Linked DNA regions of Rattus norvegicus: region 2 is linked to region 1. The links are chromatin contacts, called in public Hi-C maps. All regions are on one chromosome and are shown on one strand. The core of a region is the stretch at or near the end of the contact, and the rest is flanking DNA. Distances in the headings are between cores, read along the strand shown.

What was found. Hi-C and Micro-C count contacts between places; a contact is called where the count stands out from the background.
Region 2: a contact with region 1 is called in a Hi-C map of frontal cortex, with 1.7 times the contacts expected there. The contact joins two enhancer-like sites. A contact is called at or near these places in 2 of 12 Hi-C or Micro-C datasets (Schwann cells and frontal cortex).

Annotation. Positions count from the first base shown.
Region 1 is chr3:48,921,836-48,928,532 of GRCr8, reverse strand. All of the region lies in intron 12 of Arhgap15 (Rho GTPase activating protein 15), which reads right to left. Among named protein-coding and RNA genes, the nearest start is that of Arhgap15, 530 kb to the right of the region's middle. Within about 2 kb of position 2,867, at least 27 of the 93 cell types and tissues checked have an H3K27ac peak or open chromatin away from gene starts, as enhancers often do.
Region 2 is chr3:49,164,898-49,171,594 of GRCr8, reverse strand. The region is part of intron 1 of LOC134486357 (a long non-coding RNA gene); the gene reads right to left. Among named protein-coding and RNA genes, the nearest start is that of Gtdc1, 400 kb to the left of the region's middle. Within about 2 kb of position 2,579, at least 45 of the 93 cell types and tissues checked have an H3K27ac peak or open chromatin away from gene starts, as enhancers often do.

The DNA of each region.
Region 1 (6,697 bases), core at 1,618-4,117:
TCATTTGTTTGCTAAGTCATTAGAGGGGTATTCTCATCTATGCAAGATGAATAATATCACATCTTTCTTGAAAGTGACTTGAAACTTACTTGCCCACTGAAGGGTTTGAATTTACACCTCAAGAATAGAGACCTTACAGGGAAAACTAAGTATCTACTGAGTTTGGATCCCAAACCCAGGAAAACATTTGCCTTATTGCACTTCTGCTTCTGTTTTGCTCAACAGGAATGCTCAACAGTTTCTGCAACACCATTGAGAGGAAGGGGCTGGAGATGGGCAGCCACTTTTCAAAACAATGACGGGTGCTGTTCATCCTGGAGTTTAGTAACAAAGTTCTACTGAGGCATTGTGCTGGAAGGAGACTGTGTCTGTTTCTTCTTCCTCTGGTAAAACAAAACTGTTACAGACATGTTGACATCTGTTGCTAAGAATCCACAGTAAGCATGTGTTCCTGTAACAATTGTTTTGAAGAAATGTAGCGAAAAAGTAGTTAAAGTAATGAAGAAGGGAAGATGAAGAAACAGTAGGCATTATGTGGAATTTTGTATATCATTGATTTTATAATTATGAATGTGTATCCCCAACACAAATGTAGTATGGATGGGTCAGAAGGAAATAGCTCTAAATCACCATAAAATTGGGAGTCATTTTCATAGTCTCTGTGTTTTAAGTAGATTTTAAGTTAATTTTAATTGCTATTTAAGATCTGTAAAAAAAATTCAATTTAAGATGAGTTTGTACAATAGTTTAGGTATGATATAATTATAACTCACCTAAACATGTAAGTTGAAAGCTTCGTAAGAAATATACACAAGTATTAGTTGAATAAATAATATGTATTTTTAAATTTTTGATGTATTTTCCTATTTTTATGGCAGTATGGGTTTATGACAATAAAATTAAGGCTTGGTGTTTACAATATGAGAATCTTTTGTTTAGTTGATTTTGCAAAAATAACTAAGCTCCTTACATAGGTCAGACCATTTTTGGAAAACTCACATGCCTTTTTTTCTATGACATTCCTTTAGGAGTTGGTGGTGCTGTTGACCTTTTGGTAATTGTGTTCCAGAACTGAGTAGAACGTGTTTGTACTAGCCATTTTTTTTCCTCCTGGTTGAATATATTGGGTGGAGAGGCTTTTGTTGAGCAAGTGCAGGAAACCCAGAGGACTGTATGTTTGCAATCCGAAGGAGCAGAGACCCTGCACTGTGTCGTGGAACATGTGTTCTGGTTTTGTATTCTAATTTCTAGCTCCTCCCCCATCATCTCAGTTCTTAGGGTGCTCTACTGTCTTCTAGGCTGCACCTTAGAATAGTGCAACATGGACTCCCTACGCCATGTGCGTACAATACCACTGCACTGCACAGAGGCGAAGCTGTTGATAGACTGCCAGGCTGGAAAAAATAGGCAGCTGCTTTCTTGTTTGCAAGCACAGAATTCACCACCGTTCAGCCTTGATTTCTCTTCTCTTTGGAAAACATACCTATTAAGGCTCTTTTTTCCTTGTAAAATTAAAAAGGAGGCAGTTATTCAGCTACTGTACATACTTAAACCTCAATTTGCCTCAGTTTTCAGAACACGATAGATATTCGTTGACCAAATCAGCCAGGTAATTAATTGATTTCGTTGTTTAGCGGATCTCACACACAGCCATGATCAGAGAGATGCTTTAGTAACCAGTAGCCAGCTCTTCTGTACACTAAGCAGAAATACAAGGATCCGAAAGTCAAACCTTAGAATGTAGAGGTTGTTGGATAGGCAATAAATATTTGATTAAATGTTGGTCAAAATTGATGTTTATTTTGCACGGGGCACAAGTCTACTGGGCTAGGGCCCCGCTATAGCTGAAATACTTAAGGGTGCCCCCTGTTGGTTAGCCATAGAAATACACTCTGAGCCTTCAACGGCCATGTGGCTAAAAGTGATTTGGAGCAGAAGCAACATAAGCTCCCATATTTGATTAACGTAAGTTCCTAAGAACTTTTCTGTTTTTCGAAAATAGCTTAAAAATTTCTGTGCTAAAGGGTATAAAAGACAAGACCAATTTCCAACAAATGGCTCTAAATGGAAGCAATTCGGAAATGTTCTAAGCAGAAGTAAACCAAGTAGTAAGTTAGTGCATATGACAATGGGATATTTTAAAGACAGCAAAGTGATCAATTCTGTGACATTTCGCAAAGCCTCTTCTCCTAAAACCAATTTTTGGCTGAATTAAGAAAGAAAATAAAATTATGTTGTTGTTGTCTTTTTAAGATAATCCAGTCACAGCCCTCTTCCCTGCTAGATATATTCCAGGACTTCAGGAAAAAAAATGGTAAAGGGATGCAAATGTTTTCCCTTTCCAGCAACATATTTTTCAGAAAAAGTAAACAGTGGTTCCTCAGGGAGATTCAAACGTGAAGACTGTTTATTCCATCATTTGAATAGGACGAGACCTGGCCTTTGACTTGAACCACTACCAAATTTCAGACTGTGAGGAAATTGTTCTACATTTCCTGACAAATTGAGTTAAGCAGACATTAAGTGGGCTTTAAGAAAACAAATGGCCATCTTTATCACAGGTGGACACTGATGGCTTAATGGGGCCTGGGCTGATTGTATCACTTCTAATGGCTTGCCGGGAAGCATTAGGGTTTTTGCATAAAGAACTGGCATTGCGAAGCAGGCTAACACAGACCTGTCAAGCGCTCTGTATCCCTTTGTGCACGGAAGCAGATGTTTGTATGTATACTATGAACTGGCATTAGAGCAAGCGACAGATGCCTGTCTGAATGCCAGGTCTGTGAATCTTTACAGCAGGAGCATGTTCTGAGGAGGTGCAGCCCTGCCCTCCGTCATAGGTAATTCCCAGCGGGACTTGCTAAATCCCGGCTCCGTTTTCATTATTTGGCTTTCCCAGCAACTGGATGAATGTGTCTATCCTGAAAATGCAAGACGAGAGCCCTCCCGAATTCTTGCAGATTTGCAAATAGCTCAGCTGTGTTTTGAACTTGCACTTTGCAGGCAGAGCTTTTGCGCTGCAATCGCAAACCGACTTACTCAGAGGAGCGGGTGGCATTACAGCTCTCTAATTAAAACTTACTTCAGTGTTTCTCTGCCAGGCTCCCCCCCCCAACCCCCCCCCCCCCGAATCTCGCTAGATTCCCACCCCAGCTCTCAAGGAAATGCGATTTGAGTTCAGAGGTTTTCCTAGTCCGTAACGTTCAAAACTTGCACTCTGGTTGTCTGTCAACAATAGAAACAGGTAGCATGCCGTCCGTTAAACAAACACAGTGCCCCCTCACTTTTATTTGACATTTTATTTGGCTGTGACAAATGAGCAGCAGTTGGATTATAACATAATTTGTCTTGTCTTTATTACCAGCACAAAGGACACCATTCATTAATTATTCTGCCGTTGCAGCTTAACACGGACTGGAAAGGTCCCTCTTCGGACAGATGGCGGGGACGATGTTATTTATATCAATCAGCCAAAATCCTCAACAAGGATTACTGTTCCTGAGACTACAATGATTTATTTCTTTTTACCTCACCCTCCCTCAACCCCTTCTGCTTTCAGAAATTTCTCTATAAAAACGAAATTTGATGGGAATCTTAAAGCAAAGCCATATTTAACCTGTTAGTTTGCAAAACAACATGCATGCTACATCAGTTTAACTGCGTGACATTAGCTGCATATTTTTAAAACTGCTTGGGGTTTTTGATCTTTCATTCCACAGTAAAAGATTAAGGGAAGGTCTCAGGGCAGCAAGTTCAGAAGTTTGCCTCTTGTGTGACACTGTATTGCAGTGGCCCACGGGACCCTGCAACCCTAATAAGGATATTGAGCTGTCAAGACATTTCTTTTTTTTTTGTCTTTGTTGAGATGAGATGATCCATCCCATTTCTGCCCATCCAGACTGTGCAGACTTGCTATAAGATCAGCTGAGGTTTTTTGGCTAATATAAAAATAATAACTAAAACAAGCAAAAAGACAGAAACACTGTTATCCTGTTTGAACTGGGGTCAAGCTGAAGAAAGGGAAGTGTAGCCTTTGATCTCTCTTCAGTGGATACCTTTGTTTATCACCCAGAGGTGGTAGCTGAGGAGGGAGGGGGTGGTTTACCTTGCTTGTTTGGGGTGGATAACGATTCTAGCAAATTCAATCGAGTATTCATAAAACACCGGACTGAGTACAGAGGCGTGGCATTTCTCTACCTCTTTTCCCATAGTGTTTCTGAGATGCCAGTGCTTCTGAAAAATATTTTGAGAGGTGCACGTGCAAAAGAGCATAAGAATCCTGGAAGCTGACCCATGGAAAGTTCTTTTCAAAGTTCTTGATGAATATAATAAAGAAAATAATGCAAAAAAGTTTTTTTTTGCCTTCAGAAATTATTGGTATAACCTTGCTCTCCGGATTAGTTTGCAAATATTAAAAGTCCCATCAAGACGAATATTAGCAACATGCAAATACCCTTGCAGGTTGTGATTAAGATTTTAAATGTATCCTTTTGCTTTTAGTTAATGAAAAACAAAGTCTTAGAGGATCTAAGTTGTAATTTATTAAACATGAAAGGCTCCTTGATGAAATATAGAAATGAGATATATTTTGCATTTCAAAGATTTAAGCTGACAACTTACTTGCATGCAAATAAGAGCAAGATTTGTAAAAATATTTGAAAAGAAATTATTCCTGAATGTACTTATTACAATAATGTGGCATGCAGATAAGAGAAACACACAGCATTAAAAGACATTCATTTCTCCAAAGTCTCAAAATTAGCTTCTTCCTGCCATTGTGTATTAATGTTCTTCTTCAGGAATGCAGCATATTAAAGAACTGAACAGAATTAGTAATAAATTTGTTAATTACAAATTTAAGCAACACAACTGTGTTGTTTTCCCAATATGTTTTTTTTCCAAAAGCAGAATTGCTAATGCATTTTAATCATTTATGTATAAACATTTGAGGATAAAATATTCTGAAGTTTATCAATTTCAAGAGCTGTTTATTTGCTAGCAAAATAGGCCATGTTCTAACAACATATATCTTATCATTTCTGCTCATCAAATCCCCATTTGCTGAATGCAAATTTCCCTGGTCTAAGTGCTCTTGCACCTCAATTTAAATGAATAATAGGATTGACTCTATTAAAATCAGTTTAAGGGTTGCCATGGGTGACATATCGGTAGGGTTAAAATGAGAAACAGAGGTCATGGAATCAGTCCTTCCAACCTGTTTTTTTTTTATCATAACGAAGCATATGTAAAACTAGACGAAGGCTTAAATAACAATATGTCACTTAGGCGGTACTTACTCTGTAGGTCTTCTTAAAAAAAATCTTAAAAAAAAATCACAGAGTATTTCCAATAAAATAAACGTAAGAAATTACGGTGCCATCCACAAACCCGGGAGTGGATTCAGTTGCCGTTGCATTGAAAGTGAAGAAATAAGTTTTTATATTGTTATCCAGCACTGGCAGGTTATAGATTTATGGAAATACTAGAACGGCCCCCAGAAGTAGCTACTATTACAGCAATGTCCCCTTACAAAGATCCAGCAAGGTGCTATTACCAAGCTGACGCAGCATATCGGGAGGACATTCAACCCTTCACTTGAGAAAGTCTTGCGCCCCTCCCCAACCGATGAGCTTTAAGGAATTATTTACAGAGTGATCAGCAAATACCACAATACCAGGACAGAGCTGGGTAGGAGGTGATGGTTGCATGTGGATTACTCGAGTTCAGGAGAGAGAATGAGTGTCTGGGTATGCTGGGATATATAAATCTATAAGTACATGCATATATTCACATACACGTGTAGGTTCACATGCATGCTTATAAGCATGTTCGTGGATATATGTGATTGTGGTTTTGACTCTTGATATTCATAAAGTCAATCCCATTTCTTAGACTTACAGTCACATTCTTAATGCTGATTTTATATTATTTATGATTCTCATTTGGATTTCACAGAATCACATTTTTGTTACAAGTGTCAGATTTCCTATCTTTTTCTTTTTTTTTTTTAAAAAGCTTGCAATAAAGGGGGGGGGATCTTATTTGCTAAGGTTACAGTGTTAGTTTAATTTTCATAGAAGTGGTAGAATATTTTGAAGTGAGTAACATTTACCAAGTCATTAGTTTTATGCAAACTAGGAAGGAAGATGAAAGAAAAAAAATTATCAATTATTTATAGATTGTTAAAATGTATCTTAGTGCACTGCTACTGTATAGAAATGACAATTAGCCAAACTTACCTTCTTTAATTAATAATGCATACATTATGCTCTTTGGGCAGATAATCACCAGCTCTACAAATTTGTTTGACACTGTTGAAGATACCTATCACATGAGTTAAAAAAAGGAACAATGCTTTGCCAGCTGCAGCCAACTCTTAGCCTTCTAGAAAACACTTAAAATGCTGTAGCAGTTCCAGGGAGCAAAATGGCGGTCCTTAAGCTACTTGACACAGTCAAGAGAGTCCCCAACCTACAGAGTGCAGCCTGCCATGGCTTCTTCATCAGAGAACGCTCATTAGTAGAGACTTTGCTTTCCAGCAGAAACTCTCATTCTCTACATCCTGCATCTGGTTTTCACAATTTTAGGGTGAGTAGTTATTGAAGGGATGCTGGTCTTGCTATTTGTGTTTGCCCCCATTTTCTGAAGTGAAATGGAGACGTATGATTGGATACAAGGACGCTATCTGAAACCTGAA
Region 2 (6,697 bases), core at 1,330-3,829, 240 kb before region 1:
GGAGCGGAGACATAGGACAAGAATTTACCAGAAAGGACTAAGCTCCTAGCTCCATTCTTTTTGCCTTCAATCCAGGCAGCAGAGAGAAAGAATCCCGGTCAAAGAAAAGTATGTGGACAAATGTGGGGGGTAGGAGAGGAAATGAAGGTTAAACAAGGCCAATATGATTCAGAATAGAAGGGAGGGTTGGAAGCGTAAGGAGCCAGCTGCAATTACTAACGTTACATTAAAAAGGGCTGAAATTGAGAGGGGGAGTTCTGGGTATTTTACTAAGTGGATTAATGTCTCTTCCTTGAGTGTCTGAAGTTGCTGATTTTAATTTATTTGGTGCAGGGATTTATTGTGAAATTCTTCAGGGGAGGAGGGGGTAAATATGGACAGTTATAAACACTTAAAACTAGGAAAGAAAACTGAGTTTGAAGCCATGCACAAAGTTGAGTATTAAAAAAAAAAATGAGAACTTAAAGAGAAATAAGAAGTCCATTCAAAACAGAAACAGAAATCCTCTCGATGTGTGAAGCTGGATTCCGAGTGACTTAAGAGCCGGTTTTATTGCCGTTCTCCTTTCTCCACCCATTAAACAATGAAGAAATCTTTACTCTGGCATCTAGAAACCTATTCGTGAGCATCATTTGTTAATATAAACTGAAGCCTGCCCCACTCATCAGTGGGTGGTAAGAATTAGCAACTCGTCTAAATCAAGGGCAATGGGACGATGCACACAAGGGAGAGCTGTAAAAACGCAGTCTCCCAATGTGCTTTTACCTTGCTTTTCTGAGAAATAAAGCCTGAATGTGCAGAGGGTGTGGCTAGCTTTGCAGCAATGGATGCTAGAGAGGTTCTGTAGCATTCACCTAAAGCTTCGTCCGAAAGTAGGGAAGGGACAAAATCTTGTGTGATCTGTTAATCTCCTAGACTGTTTGTGGAAAGTGAAAAAGATGTCTCTCTGACTTCAACTGTCCAACTGCAGGACTGTCTTCTGGCTGCAGCCAGTCCACATACATCTTGGTTCAGGCATTTGCCTGCCCAATAATGTCAGGATCATTTAAATTGAAATGATGCATCAGAAGGTATTTAAGAGTCACTGATATGCAGCTCTTAATCTTGAATGCAAATGGTATGATTTGGGGTGTGGGCAAATCACTTAACTGGAGCCACATGAAAAACCATTTGGAATTTTTTTTTCCTAAAGTACTGTAGGGAAAAAAAATAGTGTTGTTGGAGGAAAATACAGTTGAAAAGAGAGCTACTCCTGTGAGGGGGAGAGGTTGGTAAAATGACTAAGGGTTGTGTGGCCTTATTGCCTTCGGTGTAGCTGGTGATGTGCGGGCAGACCAACCCCTGTGCTTCTGAACTGATACAGCAGTGCCAGAAAATCCAAAAGGGAACCCAGGTTGGTGGTATGATTTCAGAGGTCATTTAGCCTTTTTTAGTGTATTTTCCGATTGGCAGTCAGGAAGAAGGACTAGAGGTTTGTAATGACGCTGAGCCAGGGAGTCTTGCACAAGTACCTTCTTTGCAGAACTCAGGACATAGCTGAGTGACCTCTATCTTAAAGCCCAGGGGCAGGGTGGAGATCGTTTGGGGGATCGTGACTAATTAAAAGGAAAAGAAGCAAGAGTATCCTTTTTCCAGTTGATCCAGAGAGGCACAGAGAACTGTTGTGCTTACTGCTGCTTTCCCTAGATTTCATTCTGTTGGCTTTGCCCCTATATTTCTAGTAGGCGGTACCAAGCCAATAAAATGGAAGCTACGGAACTGCAAAATAAAATCTGGGGTGTGTGTGTGTGTGTGTGTGTGTGTGTGTGTGTGTGTGTGTGTGTGTGTTGTAAAGATATTACTGAAGATAAATTGCAACACTTTAAGCACCAAATTTTAGAACTTAAAAATGTATGAATAATGAAGTTTTAAAGCAGCAGAACATGCTGGAGCAGAGTATTTATAGTCTTTTTCTGTAAGAGGTTCCTCAGACCTCTGGGTGCATCAGCAAACTGTCCTCCTACACCACCGAATGTGCAGCTGCGATGTGGCCCCAGGCACCACCTACCCATAGTCACTACCTCATGCATTTTACATTGCACACATTATAAATGGGGACCACCCCCCTTCGTGTTCTGTTTCTTTTTGTCGCGGCCAGCAGCTGACACGTGGAAAATGTAGCGTACGGTTTTGTGTGACTTTTATCTGTAATTAAGGATCCCTTGTCTGGGGCTTGCCACCTCGGTCTTCCCTCCCGCCCAGCACCAATTCTCTACCCTCGGTGGGGTCTGACCCTTGCTGCAGTCTGGGACTTTCCTGGCCGCGTCGCGGGATGCCCGGCCAGAGAGTACTGATGGAGCACTGCCGCGGTCCTCTGTGCTGTACGGGCCTGGGGTCGCTGGTAGCAGAGCATCCCCGAGGATCAGATGGCTTCTGCCCTTGACAGCTCGCTCAGCTCGGCGCAAAAGGACTAGGGCAAGCGTCGCCTTGGCGCTCAAAGGCAGGACACCGAAGAGTTTCCTCGCGCCCTCGCAAGCGCAGGGCCGGGCGCCGCAGCCTCTGGAGCCCGCGGAGTCGCGAGTCCAGGGTACCCCGCGTTACGCCGACTCCGGCTTCAGCATCCCTGCCTGCTCACCGGCACTGCGCTGGGGACCGGGTTCTGAGGTGGCTACGCTCAGCCCTTGGCGCGTGAACAGAAGATGCACGGGGCAGACAAGAACTGCTGCTTCTTACGCGCACACGCGCGCGCGCGCGAACACACACACACACACACACACACACACACACACACACACACACACACACACACACAGGCACAGTTGTTTTAAGTTTGGCCAATGCAAACCCCAGTAGAGATGTGCAATGGGCACCGGGACTACAGCAAAGATCACGGGCTATAGGATTTCAAACACTCCTCTCCACGCTGGCCTTGACAGACTCTGATTTAAATCACATGCCCAGAACGAATGTTGTTGGGTTGATTTTCTGGTTGTTGATTTTTTTTCTCCCATGTAGACCATTCCTATACCAGAGATTATAAACTGTTTCCCTGCCTAACCACGCGGGTTGTTTATAGGAGGGTAGGGGCACGGAGTATTTAAAGCGATTCTTTTGGGCAGAAAGTCTTTAGAAGCAGCTCGTCAATTTGTCTTTCACTTGCTCTAAGTTTGGGAGAGGTGGGAAAATTGTTTTGTATTTTCAAACTTCTAATTGCTTAAAAAGCATTTCCACACAAGTGCCTCATATTATTACCTATTCAAGTGTGTACGTGTAAAGAAAGAAACACGTGTGAAGGAAAAAAGGGTTCCCATTCCCCGGTACCAACAGTGGCCTTTCCCTTCCTATCCCATGTAGCATTAATTACATCGTATATAGTTGAAGTCTATGTTAGCCTCCCTCTTTTTCACCAAAAAATAGGTTGCATGCAAAAGTGAAGTTCAGCTGGACCCCAAAGGTTACCCAGTTAACCCAGAGTGCTGGTGACGTTCTCTGACATCACGAAACGTTTTCCTCCAGAGGATTTGAAATACTCCTCGAATTGTAGATGCAAGATCTGAGTAGATTGTCCAAACGTGAGGAAAATCCATATTCCATCCCTACACACAAAAGAGTCCGAAAGAGGGTGGCCTATCAGAGCCTATCCCAGGAGAGCTGCCCGAGAATGTGGTGAGTATACTTAGAGGGGACAATAAAGAGAGAGCAATGATGGGGCTTTCGGGATCCAAAAGGGACTGAAGGAGCTGGTTCCTTACTGATGCCTCACAGCAAACTTTGCAAAGCTCAGAATAGTGTTTGGAAAGGAAGCACCTTCTATTTTGTACAGAACAACAGACATGTTGCCCTTCCAAACGGGAGAAAGGGTTAAAACTATTATTTAGAAAAACATCTCTGGGAATGAAATTGAGATCTGATACATTCCCTTTTCTCTCTGACCACAATGTCACCAGAGAAAAGTGTGAAGTGTGTGTGTGTGTGTGTGTGTGTGTGTGTTTAAAACTGAAAGACACTTTCACTACTATGAAAGCTGTCAAGCCAATGAAGGGGAACTTCTTTTAACTCCATAATAGCAGGTTACATAGTAAATGAACACTGATGGTCAAATAGCCAATTATGGAATAAATATCCGTTGTTTACAGAGAGGTGTTAAATGAGCCTTTGGAGTGCTAAGGATTAGGCCTGCTAAGCTACAATTTGTTCTTCAACCCATTATGCCTTCCCTTCACCAGGCCAGTGCCACTGTAGGTGGTAAGCACGCAGAGCCTGTTTCTCTGTTGATTTTAGTTTGCTTTATTTCCATGCACACTGTTGTTTTCTTTTTAAAATTTAAATAAATGTCAGCATTGTATAATTTCTATGTTAACAAAGCAGTGAGCAAAATCCCTTGTATGTTTATAAAATATTATTGTTTAATTCACATAGTTTAGAAATTCCAAATGTTGAGAATAGGAAGGAGGCCAAATACCATCTGTTTATAACTTTGATGCATCGTAATATGTGTACTTTTAAAAGGAGTTTGGTCAATCATGCCACTATTTTATCTGCTCGGAATATGTTGAAGATTTAAAATGTAATTTACAGGATTACTTTGAGTATGTTACATCCAACTGTGAGTTGTAAAGAAATCACTGTCTTCTGTTTCCCTCAAATTAATCATGGAACAGCCTCCAATTAATGGGGCTGTTAAACGGGGCTCTTTTGCTTAGCTGCAGAATTATTCTAACTTTGGCTCAGTCCACATTCTTTATGCTGATAAAAAACCCCAAGGACAAATGAAACAAAAAGCTCCTGGCTGTGTCTTTCTGCCAGGAGATAGTCACTTAGAATGGGAGGCAGGGAGTGGTAGCTAATAATTAGCTAACATCAGCCCTGAGAAGTCACCTGTGAAACACCCTTTGGTAGTCAGTTGAAAAACAGCATTTGACACTGCCTGTTTTAAAGTAGCATTTTCCTGTCTATGAAACTTCTATTTAACGTACCTTTTATTTCAAATGTATCTAATTACATACTCTGTAACAAAGGAGTACACTTTCTTAGATTATAAGATCAAGGGTTCTTTTGGTTGGTTGGTTTCTTTGTTTTGGTTTTGTTTTTGTAAGTTACAAGCTCAACTTGTTTTAGTTAAGAACTCTGTGCAAACTTGAGAGATGAGAGAACCTGGTAGCCTTCTGCTACAGGCAGCACTAGTTTTGACGTTCAAAGGTGATTATAGGGCCTCACACCAAGCGTCTCCCCTATGCTGCCCCAACAGCACCGCCACCACCAAGGGAGAATCAAAGATGGAGACAGCTGTCTTGAAGAGGTTTTGAGGAATGCGATTTTTTTTAAAAACGCCCTTAGTGGATGATAGTGGCTTGTTTGGTTTTCACAGTAAGGGGCTGAGTCTTGATGCGTTCAGCCTGTGCAGAGGCTTGACAGCGAGCTCCCATCAACTCGGCACATTCCGGATGCTTTACTTCTCTCTGAGAGTTCAGTGCTGTAAAGCCCTGTCTTTGTGCTCTTCAATAGTATCTGCTCTCTCAAACACTTGAGTTTCAGCAGCTTAATTGAAAATTATGCCAACATAGATTACCTAGCAAGAACAGTGAGAATACTTTACCTGAGAAAACAAACCGACATATATATATATATATATATATATATATATATATATATATATATATATATATATCTACATACACACACACACTATGTTTCCCACTTAAACTTCACATGCTAATTTTTTTCTTTCATGTTACATGGATCTATCTCTATGTTTTAGAAAGAAGATGAGGCTCCTCTGAAGGAGCAATGAGAAAATATTAAGGTCTGGGGGTGGGCAGGAAGCTGGAAGGGCTAAAAATGAAAGTTTTTCAGATGCCATTGGAATAAAATCATTCTAGGACAAAACCATCAAGATTACTTTCTGTGAAGACGACCTACTGGGAGTGCCACCATTCCCTGGATGGTTACATTCAGATACTAAACAGCTGAAGGAAGCTTCCAGAGAAGTCTTTTCCATGCACATGGGCCAGTTTTCAAATCCAGCCTTCTTTAGTAAGTGTGTGCTAGCTGTCCATATTCCCGTTGTGTGAGACAGGAAAGAGGGGCTGGAGGCGAGCTGTGCTTTTAAAGCATTTACCATTTAGAAATGAGCCGCTAGAACGTAAAATGACTATGACTGCATAATGTTACCTTCCCTGCTTATGAAAATGATGATTTTAAATGGATGAATTATTTGAACACACTTTCCTTCCGCATACTTTAGCTAGCCGTTAATTCCTAAGCAAGTAAAGGGAGCCATAGAATGAATAAATTCTTGTACTGCCCCCTTCTAATGAACTGCACTGGTATATGATCAAGGCTGAAATTAGCAGGGAGGTGTAGAAATCTTGACCTTTTTAGAGTCAATGTAGAGCTATAGTAATGATCTCCTGTGTGCATACATAAGCCTTTGTTACAGTTATGCACAGTTGATAGTCAAGCCTCTTTATAAAAGATGCTTTAATAGAAGCTGAAGAAATGACCCCATGGTTAAGAGAGAGCGCATGTTGCTCTTGCAGAAGCCCCATGCTCTATTCCCAGCACCCACATGGTTGGTCAAACCTTCCATAACTCTAGTTCTTAAGGATCCGATGGCACCTTCTGACCTCTGCACCATCAGACAGTCATGTGGTACACATACACACACACACACACACACACACACACACACACACACACACACACACACATGCATGCA